2 separate regions of the Oryctolagus cuniculus genome follow, and region 2 is linked to region 1. The links are chromatin contacts, called in public Micro-C maps. All regions are on one chromosome and are shown on one strand. Each heading gives the region's core, a stretch centred on a gene start, on an enhancer-like site or on the middle of the called end of the contact. The rest is flanking DNA. Distances are from core to core; before and after follow the strand shown. Region 1 holds the start of GRSF1 (G-rich RNA sequence binding factor 1). Region 2 holds the start of UTP3 (UTP3 small subunit processome component).

Region 1 (5,252 bases), core at 507-3,006:
GTCAGGTTCCAAATACCTGAGTCATCACCTGTTGTTCTCCTGTGTGTGCATTGGCAAGAGGCCGGAATCAGGAATGGAGCTGGGATGAAACCCAGGGACTGTTCGGGGATGCAGGCATCCCAAGGGGCATCTTCCTACTCTGCTGCATGCCTGCCTTGCTGATACTTAGGTTCACAGAGTTGAACTCGTCACATCTTTTCCTGTTCTTTGCTTGTTGGGAGAAGAAAAGTTTTCTTGAGAAGTACTGAGTTTTCCTTACCTAAAGGTAGTCCAAGGTAAACAAAGTGCAATAACCTAAAATATCTAAAAAACCCACAAAATGCAACCTGTCAGTGTGGTGTTTTTCTGTTTCAGACCTTGTCAATTTAGGATGAATGACTGGGAAGATCACACTTTGCTTTTATATATCTTAGCAAAGAAAATAAGGTTATAGTGGTGACAGTAGGAGTAGATGAAACAATACTGATAAAAAAAATATAAAAAAAAGAAAAAAAATAACAACAAAAAAAGAAACAATACTGAAACATGTTGATGGGCCAGCTTTGTGGTGCTGTGGTTTAAGCCGCTGCTTACCACACTGGAGCTCCATATCAGAAGTTCAAATCCCCTACTGTTTGGCTTCCAATCCAGCTCCCTGCTAATGCTCCTGGGAAGGTAGTGTATGAACAGGGCTTGGGCTCCTGGCACCCATGTGGGAGACCAAGGTGGAGTTCCTGGCTCCCAGCTTCAGCCTGCCCCTGTTTGCAGCCATTTGGGTAGTGAACCAAGAAGTGCACGATAGCTCCCTCCCTCTCTGTATCATTTTGCCTTTCAAATAAATAAATTTTTTTTTTAAGATTTTGTACTATTTGTTACACTCATCCTTTTTCCTTTTTAAAGACTGATTTATTTATTTGAAAGTCAGAGTTACTGAAGGAGAAGGAGAGAGAGATCTTTCATCCGCTGGTTCACTTCTCAAATCGCCATAACCTGAGCTAGGTCAGGCGGGAGGCAGGAGCCAGGAGCTTCCTCTGGGTCTCCCACGTGGGTGCAGGGGCCCAGGCACTTGGGCTATCTTCTGCTGCTTTCCCTGGCGTGTTCAGCAGGCAGTGGAGCAGGTGGGACTGGAACAGGCACCTATGAGGAATGACAGGGCTTGCGGTCGCTCCTTAACGCGCTGGGCCACAGCACCGACCCCATAAATACACCTTTTTTAAAGAAGAAAACTGTTGATAATCCACACGTTCTAGAAGCTCGTGTGATTTATACATTTCTACGATATTTTCCATAATAAAGTTTTTTTAAAATTAGCTTTTCCTTTTGATTCTAAGAACTCCCTTCAGCCCACTTATCTTTGACAGGTCCTGGCAACACAAGGAAGAAAAATGCTCAAGCGGTCACCATTTATTTGGTGCAAATCCCTGCGTGTCCGCTCGCGAATGCACTCTCATCAGGGGAGGCTCTCTGTGTTTACCATCAGCTTAAGTACACAGTGCATCTTGAAGCAAAGTGCTCTCAAGCTTGGGGTTACCAAGCCTCCTCCGACGTCTGCCCGTCTGTTTACCACCGGGAGATCACGGCTCCTCACGTCACGCGTTCCGGCGGCCCCTCACAGCCGGGACAGCCTCGCCTCCTCGCCGCGAGGCCTCAGTTTCCCCCCAGGCTGAGGTGCGGCCGGGCGGGCGCAGCCGCGGCCCCGGCCCCGCCCGACCCGCGGGCGGCCCCGCCCCGAGGGCGGAGACCGGGCGGAGCGGCGCGCTCTCCTCCGCCTCCTCGCGACTCGCCGCTGCCCCCGGTGCCGGCGGCGCATGTGCCCGGCGTCCCCTCCCCGGCCCTGGAGTCCGCTTCCCCTCCGCTCGCGCTGCAGCGGCAGCCGCCTCCAGGCCCCGCGCCGCCGCCGGAGTCCATGGCCGGGACGCGCTGGGTGCTCGGGGCGCTGCTCCGGGGCTGCGGCTGCAACTGCAGCAGTTGCCGGCGCACCGGCGCCGCCTGCCTGCCCTTCTACTCCGCCGCTGGCTCCTTCCCCTCCGGCGTCTCGGGCCGCCGCCGCCTGCTGCTGCTGCTCGGGGCCGCCGCGGCCGCCGCCTCCCAGACACGCGGCCTCCAGATCGGGCCTGCGCCCGCCGGGAGGCTGGCGGGCCCTCCGCCCGCGGCCACCTCCGCCGCAGCCGCGGCCGCCGCCTCCTACCCGGCCCTGCGCGCCCCTCTGCTGCCGCAGTCGCTGGCGGCGGCCGCGGGCCCGGCGCGGGGCTACAGCCAGGTACGTTGGCGCCGCGCGGGGCCGCGCGCGGGACTCCCCCCCCCCCCATTCCCGGCGGCGGCGGCGCGCGCGCGCGCCCGGGGACCCGCGGCACGCGCCGCACACACCCGCCCCCCGGTCCGCTCCCTGCTCCTATTGGGCCCGGGGAACAAGGGCCGCTCTTCCAGGCCTGCGATTTTCTCCTGGTTTTGTTCGCCCCTGGAGTCTCTGGTCGGTTGGGCAGTGTACGCGGGACTGGGGTGCATGTTGAGGCCTCGTGTCCCGCCGGGCCCATGGTAGGTGTCGTGAGGCTGCTGACACGCGCTCCCCGCATCCCTGTCGCCGTCCACCCGCCGGTGGTGAAGTTGGAGGCCGGACCCGGCGCGGGGCTGGGAGCTGCCGCCGTGCAGCCGCAGCGCTAGGCCCGGGCGTCCCTGGGCGCCGCGCGGGCAGCCGCCGCCGCCAGGGTTCGTGCAGGGATGGAGCCTGGAGCCCGGCGCGCCCTGCTCGCTCGCCTCCTCGGGCCGAGGCGGGCTGCCCCAGTGCACTGAAGGTCACCTCTGGAACTCCACTCCTTTGACACAAGGGCCTTTAGCACTGCGGGGCGCCTCCCGCGGGGAGAGCAGTTGGGACAGTGTGCGGTGCTGGGGGCGGAGGAGAGACTGCGGGGAGTGGGCCTCGAGGGTCGAGGCCGCAATTTGGGGTCTCCAGAGTGAGTCCACCGTTTTTTAAATTTTTTTTTTCTGATTGCACGTATTTGGCGCCTGCTGTGTGCAGTGTCCGCCTCTGCTTGTTCTGTGGCGTCTGAGAAGTGGCATGAACACTTTTGGACTCCCTGGACCCGGATGTTTGTCTGAATTCAGTTTGTGCTGCTTGGATTTATGGAAACTGGGAGGTGAAACAGCATGGCTGCTGTCTGCCAGGGGCTGAGCTAATTGATTTGAATCCTGGCCCAATACTTTTCTGCTGCGGTGCTTTTTGGAACGCTGGCGAAATGGGGGGAAAGTTGCTCTAAAACAAACAGAAAGCCCATCTCCAGTGAGCCTTTGTGCGCTAGGCCTCTCTCGATTGATGTATTTTCTTCTGTAAAATTGACTACAGCGACAGAATCTTGAGCATATACCAGTACTGTGTGTGTTACACACCATGCTCCCATTTATCCTCGACTCCCTTAAAATTAGACCCCAATCTTCATGAAAGGATGGATGGTACGCAGGTGTCTCCGAAAACCTGGTTTGTCGCCCCACGTTGCTGTTACAGTACCTGACGCGTTATTAAATCCCAGTTGTGGCTCAGTCTTAGAACACGGAGTTCTTTAGGTGCATCTTCAGCTCCTGTTGCCTCGCACTGCTGCTTGCTGTGGGCTTCTTGTTCACTTGTTGGCGTGCCAGCTGACAGATTAATCTTTCCGGGGCGTCCTGCGGCCTGGATTTACCCACTGCTCCACGTCTTTTATTAACTTTCCTTTGCCTGCCCAGCAAAGGACGCACGTTGGGCCCAGGGGTCAAGGCCTGCTGCTGTATCCTACCAGATTCCTTTTGCCAGCTCATTTTCTTTGGTTCCTGAGTGTCCTCTACAGTTGGGACAAATGGGAGTAGTTTGCTGTTTGTTTTCCAAATGGGCCTTTGGTCATATTGCTTCTTGTCTCCACCTCTCAAACTGTAATGCCCTTTTATATATCCCTGTATCACCTCTTGATTCTTCTGTTAGTGCTCTGTTTTGAATTCTTTAATATTTTGTATCTTAAGTATAGCACTTAAAACATCTTCTAGGCTTGTCTGATTCAAGATAATAATCTCGGGGCCTGTGATGTGGCTAGCGGGTACCGCCTGCAGTGCTGGCATCCCATATGGATGCCAGTTCGAGTCCTTGGCTGCTCCATTTCTCATCCAGCTCAGCTCCTTGGGCCCCTGCACCCACATGGAAGACCCAGAGAATCTCCTGGCTCCTGGCTTTAGTTCGCCCCAGCTTCAGCTGTTGCAGCCATCTGGGGAGTGAATCCCTGGATGGAAGACTCCTCTCTCTCTCTCTCTCTCTCTCTCTCTCTCCCTGCCTCTCTGTAACTCTACCTTTCAAATAAATAAATAGATATTTACAAAAAAGAGATAATGTCCCTGAGAGGAGAGTCTCCCTTGCATTGTATATAAGGGGCACTCAAATATTGGTCAGGTTGAAGGGATGCATCTTGTGCTACTTTAATTAAAACATTACTAGGTATAATTTGGGGCTGATGCATTTTAAAATGTATGGCCTGCCAAAGCAGAAGGCTATGCCTGCTTGTTGCTTTAGGGTGTACATTTGAAGCCCAAACAGGACATGTTGACTTTGTGAAGTTTTTTGCATCTGAAATATTACTGTCATCTAACACAGTAGTTTGTAGAAATAAACATTTTCTGGGTGGGCTGTCCAGGAAGTACTTTTACCTATCTTCATTTCTCTTGAAAGGAGTCCAAAACTACCTACCTGGAAGACCTTCCACCGCTCCCTGAGTATGAGTTGGCCCCATCCAAGATAGGAGAGGAAGTGGATGATGTTTTTCTCATTCGAGCTCAAGGATTGCCCTGGTCGTGCACTGTGGAAGATGTGCTTAGCTTTTTCTCAGGTACATTTCAGTTCTGTCAATTTGTGTGAGTAACAGGTAGTCCTGCAAGCGCTGAAGTCAGGTATGCTGTAGACAGTTTCTCTGATGGTTGGGAAGAGTTTTATGTTGGCTCTTCTGTAGTCAGGCCAAGTGACACTGTGTGTACCATCTGTGGCCTGTATATGCTTGATTTTTTAACTTTGAATGCGGTACAGTATTTCATGTTAACACTGTTGTATGAAACCAGTTTTCTCTGAAGTTTTAATATAAACATATCAAAAAGCAAACCTGTTCATGTAAATAGTGGATTAAGAGTAGCTCTTTATGTAGACCATCCATTTAGAATACAAGGTCACTTGGTATCAAGTGATAGACGTCGTTTAGTAACATATTTGGGAGATTCTATAATCTGTGGTTTGTGTATTGAGTTTCTACATCTGACTCTCTTAATTT
Region 2 (5,383 bases), core at 1,258-3,757, 150 kb after region 1:
CTTTAGTCAGAAATGAAATTTATTGCTCTAAAATTACTACCGAAAACCTTAATTGAGCTAAGCAAAGAAACTTTATTTAAGCTTAATGCTCTTTTTAACTCCAGCACGAATGCCAGATAATTCACCACTATAACGTTGCTCTTCTTTACGAACTTCCCTAACTTGGCCTCTTCTTCGAATTTTGGCTCTTCTGAACTTCTCCCTATGTTTCACTCTAGGATTGCGGTCAATCTTCTTTCTTCTAGGTGTAAGTCCTCTATTTTTAGCAATCTGGTAGGTAATAGCTCTCTTGGCATTTTGATCTTCAAGAACCTGTTCCTCAGTGCCATTTTCTTCATTCTTTCTCTTCAGTGTTTGCCTGTTTTCCATTTCTTTATAGTTTTTCAGTGAGGCTTCATCAAAATCAGAATCATCAGAAAGTTCTCCCACACTGGAGGCAGGAGCAGAAGTCTCTGAAACAGACTTTGGCTTGGCCTTGGTCAATTTTGCTTTTGCAATCAGTTCTTTCTTTGCTGTACCATCCTTAAGTGTGAGTAGATGACGAATTTCAGAGGACAGCTTCTGATCCACGACTGACAGCTTGTTGATCAAATTTCGGTAGGTGACAAGCCTTTCTATGACAGGATGTCCATGGGCAGGGACTCTCCTAGCTTTCAGGACTAAATAAAAGCTGATGTTGGAGCAATAGTTTAAGTAGAGGTTGTACTTGGTCCTCAAATACTGGCTTCCTTTTCCACGTGGGATGATCCCTTGTTCCACCATCTGTAGCAACGGCTCCAGTTCATCCTTCACCTCTGTCAACTTGACTTTGAGGTCTTCTATCAGCTCCAAGAGCTCTGGGGATTCTTTTCGCAGCATCTTTAACTTCTCTTTCACGGACACTTTAGCCAGATCCTTCGTGACCCGTGTCTCTGCCTCTTCTGTCTGAGGCACTGGTTTTGCAAAGGCCTCCACCCAAGCGACCCCAAAATCGTCCTCTTGCAGGACTTGGGTTAGGCGCCGCTGAATGACTTGTGCCTCCTCCTCCTCCTCTTTTTCTTCCTCCTCCACTTCCTGCTGGCTCTGTCGGCCTCGGGACTTGGAACCATAGTCCGTGTCATAGTAAAGTTTCTTCCTCTGACCCCAAGACAAGCTGGGATCCACAGAGGCCTCCCCCTCGCTCTGCACGGAGCTCCCGCCATCATCATCCTCATCATCATCATCACCGCCCTCCTCATCACTCGAACTCTCTCCTTCTCCATCGTCTTCATCAATATCTAAGGCTAGTACCTCCTCCTCCTCATCGCCATCATCCTCATCCCCACTCGGCACTTCGCTCCAGCCCTTAGCCAAGGCTGCCCGGGATCGCGCCTCATGGAAATCATCTACCTGGTCTTGGTAGTAGCTGGAGTCCCCTGGCGAGGGTGGCGGCCCTAAATCGTCCTCAGCTTCGTCCGCGGCGCTGTGACCTGCCTTGGCCTGCACAGCTGCCCACTTGGCTGCTCCGCGCCGCCGGGATCTCCCCACCATGGCTCACCGGCAGTCTCAGGTTCTAAAGCGCCACGGGGATCCCGGCCGTCTCCGACTTCTGCGCACAGACCTGGTTCTTCAGCAACGAGCAGGATTTAAACAGCAGCACGCACCCCGACCACGCGAGTTTGCGAGCACTCCGGACGCAGGAGCTTCCACCTCCTTCTGGGTCCTAACAAGCTTTCCGCGTGTCGAATAAATCAGGACTTCCGCTCGGTCTATAGACGGATCAGTTGCTCGCTGTGCCCTTTAACACCTGTCGGTTCCGGTGAATTAAAATCTGCCCGTGCGGAAACAATAGAACAATGAAATTCCGTTCCGCACAAGTCTTTCCGGAGATTTTGGTTCTTAACTCTCGCGAGCTTGGGAGTGGCTGAGGGGCGAGATCGCGATGTAACCGCGAGGTGAGTTCGCGGACGCCGGTAGAGGGCGCAGTATGTCTACATCCCGAGGGCGGGCCTGTGAGCTGTACGGCGCATGCGCCGGGGGCCAAGCCCCTGGGAACAGTGTTAGCGGGTGTAATTTTTCTCTTGTCCGCGTGTCAGTTTTGTAGTTAATCAGATGGCTTTTGTCGGGTGTTTTCGCTGCAACTTCCAATCACCACACTGTCGGGCGCCACAGCCTGAGGCAGCGCCGAGCCCCTAGACCCCAGACTCCCGCGGAGCTGAGCTCGCATCCTGTCTCCCTGCCCGCAGCGCTCGGCGGCCGAGTCCACGCGGGTGTGTAGGGCCGAGGGGGGACGGCGGAAGGCAGAGCCCCGCTATGGGATTGGGAGGCTCCCGGGAAGTCCGGTCAGCCACGGGGGTCCCTCCTTGAGAAGGGGCCGCGCCCCGCCATTTCTCTTCACCAAGTGGAAGAGATTCGTTCTTGACACAGCTGAACTTTCCGGGCGAACCCCTCGTTGATTCCCCAGCATCCGCCTGGCCCGTGCCGGGCGAGGGAGCACCCAGGTGGGCTGTGGGGCGCGGATTGCGCCCCAGGCGCGCGTGGCGGTCGCGTGGTGGCTGCGGTCTGGCCCGGTTCCGGCGTGCCCTGGTGCGTGCGGCACAGCTGTCTTTGCACCTGCCAGCCCCGTTACTTGAAAAGGCGTTTGTATTCTCGCCCAGACGGGGAATTCCTGCTGCGTGCAACAGGCAGCTGAAGCTTTGTCCTTTCGGTCTCTTCTTTCACTCCCTTAGTTGTGTTTCCCTCCGTCCTAACGTCGGCTTGGTGGATTTCTTCAAAGACCTTTATTTCAAGAACCCAGTCCAGTGCTTCGCTTAGGGTGACGCTCAGTCAGTATTTGTTGATGAATAGGTATTGAAATTAGAGTGTTTTGTTACCTTACGGTGCAATATAGAGCTGAGTGGATGAATGATGCCTGAGGCTGAAAACCTGAGCTAGAATGGACTTCAGGAATCCTTCATTGTAACGACTTTCATTTTACACAGTTGGAACCAGGCTTGGAAAATGTCACTAGCAAATCTAGCACAGAAACCAGGGACTGTGCTGGCACACCGAGCTTCCATGTTTAGCTGTTATCAGTCATTTATCTCTCCAATGTGGGTGAATTTCTGACATTTTCCAGAGGGTGGGTGTCACTGAGTGGATGAAAGAAAAAAAAGAATAGGGGCACAGCTCAAGCTATTTGAAGAAGAGGGTAATAGTAATAAGGAAAGAATTAAGTTGGTTTTTAGAAAAATTGTTAAGACTAGATGTATGAAAGCTCTGCTCTACCCGCAGACTAATTCAGGTTTAAGTTTTCAGACTTTGTGTAAGACAGATTCAGTTAGTTTTGTGATACTTTAAAAATGTAAGTATTTGGAAGCTGAAATTTCATTGTTAAAATTAAGTGATAGGGCCGGTACTGTGGCGCAGTGGTTTAAAGCCCTGGCCTACAGTGCTGCTATTTCATGTGGGTCGCCGGTTCCAGGCCCGGCTGCTCCACTTCCAATCCAGCTCTCTGCTGTGGCCTGGGAAAGCAGTAGAAGATGGCCCAACTCCTTGGGCTCCTGCACCAGAGTGGGAGACCCGGAGGAATCTCCTGGCTCCTGGCTTCAGATCGACGCAGCTCTGGCTGTTGGGGCCATTTGGGGAGTGAACTGGTGGATGGAAGACCTTTCTCTCTTTCTGGCTCTACCTCTCTGTGTAACTTTGTCTTTCAAATAAATAAAATAAATCTTAAAAAAAAAAAAAGACTGCCTTAAAAAAATTAAGCGATCTACAACTTCTTTGGATACATTATATTATCATTACATCAAATTTTTTAGAGATAGAAATATCTTAATTAACTTATTTGAAAAGCAGACTTCAGAGAGAAGGGGAGAGAGAGAGGGAGAGAGAGAATGAAAACCATCTGTCTCAGGTTCACTCCCCAAATGGCTGCAATGATTGGGCTGGGCCAGGCTAGAGCCAGGTATCAGGTGCTTCTTCTGGGTCTCCCAAGTGGGTGACAGTGGCCCAAGGACTTCAGCCATCTTCCCCTGCTTTCACAGATGCATTATCAGAGAGCTGGATCTGAAGTGGAACAGCTGGGACTTGAACTGGCACCCATTTAGGATGCAAGGGTGGCTTAACCCGCTGTGCCCCAGGCTGCACCATCTGGGCCATTTTCCATGAAAAATAACATTTTTAACTAAACAATAATTTCAAAGCACTTAAAGGTTTTTAAAGCATTTTTGAACCATCACAAGATTTTGAAAATAAATTTAAATTTAATGGATAAAAAAGATGTGAGTAAATGTCTATTTTTTTTTTTTTTGACAGGCAGAGTGGACAGTGAGAGAGAGAGACAGAGAGAAAGGTCTTCCTTTGCCGTTGGTTCACCCTCCAATGGCCGCCGCTGCAGCCGGCGCACCGCGCTGATCCGATGGCAGGAGCCAGCTACTTATCCTGGTCTCCCATCGGGTGCAGGGCCCAAGCACCTGGGCCATCCTCCACTGTACTCCCTGGCCACAGCAGAGAGCTGGACTGGAAGAGGGGCAACCGGGACAGAATCCGGCGCTGCGACCGGGACTAGAACCCTGTGTGCCGGCGCCGCAAGGCGGAGGATTAGCCTAGTGAGCCGCGGCGCCGGCCAAATGTCTATTTTCTGATGGTAAATGTGAAGTTAATCTTTGAATGTAAATGTTAATGGATTTTGTCATTCAGCTTGCTATCTAGTAGAATGTTACATGCAGTAGTAGATCCAAAAATGAACGCCCTTGAGGAGCTTAAAATCAAACAGAGAAGAAGACATACAGATTACTGAAAAACAAGGCAGAGGGTGGGTGTTTTGCCTGGCAGTTAGTCTACTGCTTAAAACACCCACATCCCACATTGGAGTGTGTAGGCTTGTTTCCCAGCCCTGGTTCCTGATTTCAGCTTCCTGCTAATACAGATCTTGGGAGGCCATGATGATTGGGTTCCTGCCATTCTCATGGACAACCTGGATTGCATTTCCTTCTTCAGTTTTGACCACTGCCCAGCCCAGGTCATTGTTGCATCTAAGCTAGGACTGTAATTATATCCTTACTTTAAATGTACAATTGTGGGGCCATCGCTGTTGCGCAGCAGGTTAATGCCCTGGCCTGCAGCGCTGGCATCCCATATGGGCGCTGGTTCAAGTTCTGGCTGCTCCACTTCCAATCCAGCTCTCTGCTGTGGCCTGGGAAAGCAGTAAAAGATGGCCCAAGTCCTTGAGCCCTGGCACCCACGTAGGAGACCCAGAAGAAGCTCCTGGCTTCGGATCGGCACAACTCTAGCTGTTGTGGCCAATTGGGGAGTGAACCATTGGGTGGAAGAACTCTCTCTCTCTCTCTGCCTCTTCTCTCTCTGTGTAACTCTGACTTTCAAATAGTAAATAAAACAAATCTTTAAAAAATGTACAATTGTTTCATTATGTCTAAGCATTAAG

What was found. Hi-C and Micro-C count contacts between places; a contact is called where the count stands out from the background.
Region 2: a Micro-C map of ear pinna shows a contact between it and region 1, with 6 times the contacts expected there. The contact joins the promoter of UTP3 here to the promoter of GRSF1 in region 1. A contact is called at or near these places in 2 of 6 Hi-C or Micro-C datasets (ear pinna and an unstated tissue).

Annotation. Positions count from the first base shown.
Region 1 is chr8:94,655,331-94,660,582 of mOryCun1.1, forward strand. It overlaps GRSF1 (G-rich RNA sequence binding factor 1), which reads left to right and starts at 1,757. Exons shown (of 10, transcript XM_051819728.2): 1 at 1,757-2,239; 2 at 4,664-4,820. The coding sequence starts at 1,886.
Region 2 is chr8:94,799,856-94,805,238 of mOryCun1.1, forward strand. It overlaps UTP3 (UTP3 small subunit processome component), which reads right to left and starts at 2,508. Exons shown (of 1, transcript XM_002717119.5): 1 at 2-2,508. The coding sequence starts at 1,509. The coding sequence ends at 73. The region is part of intron 1 of LOC138843560 (a long non-coding RNA gene); the gene reads left to right.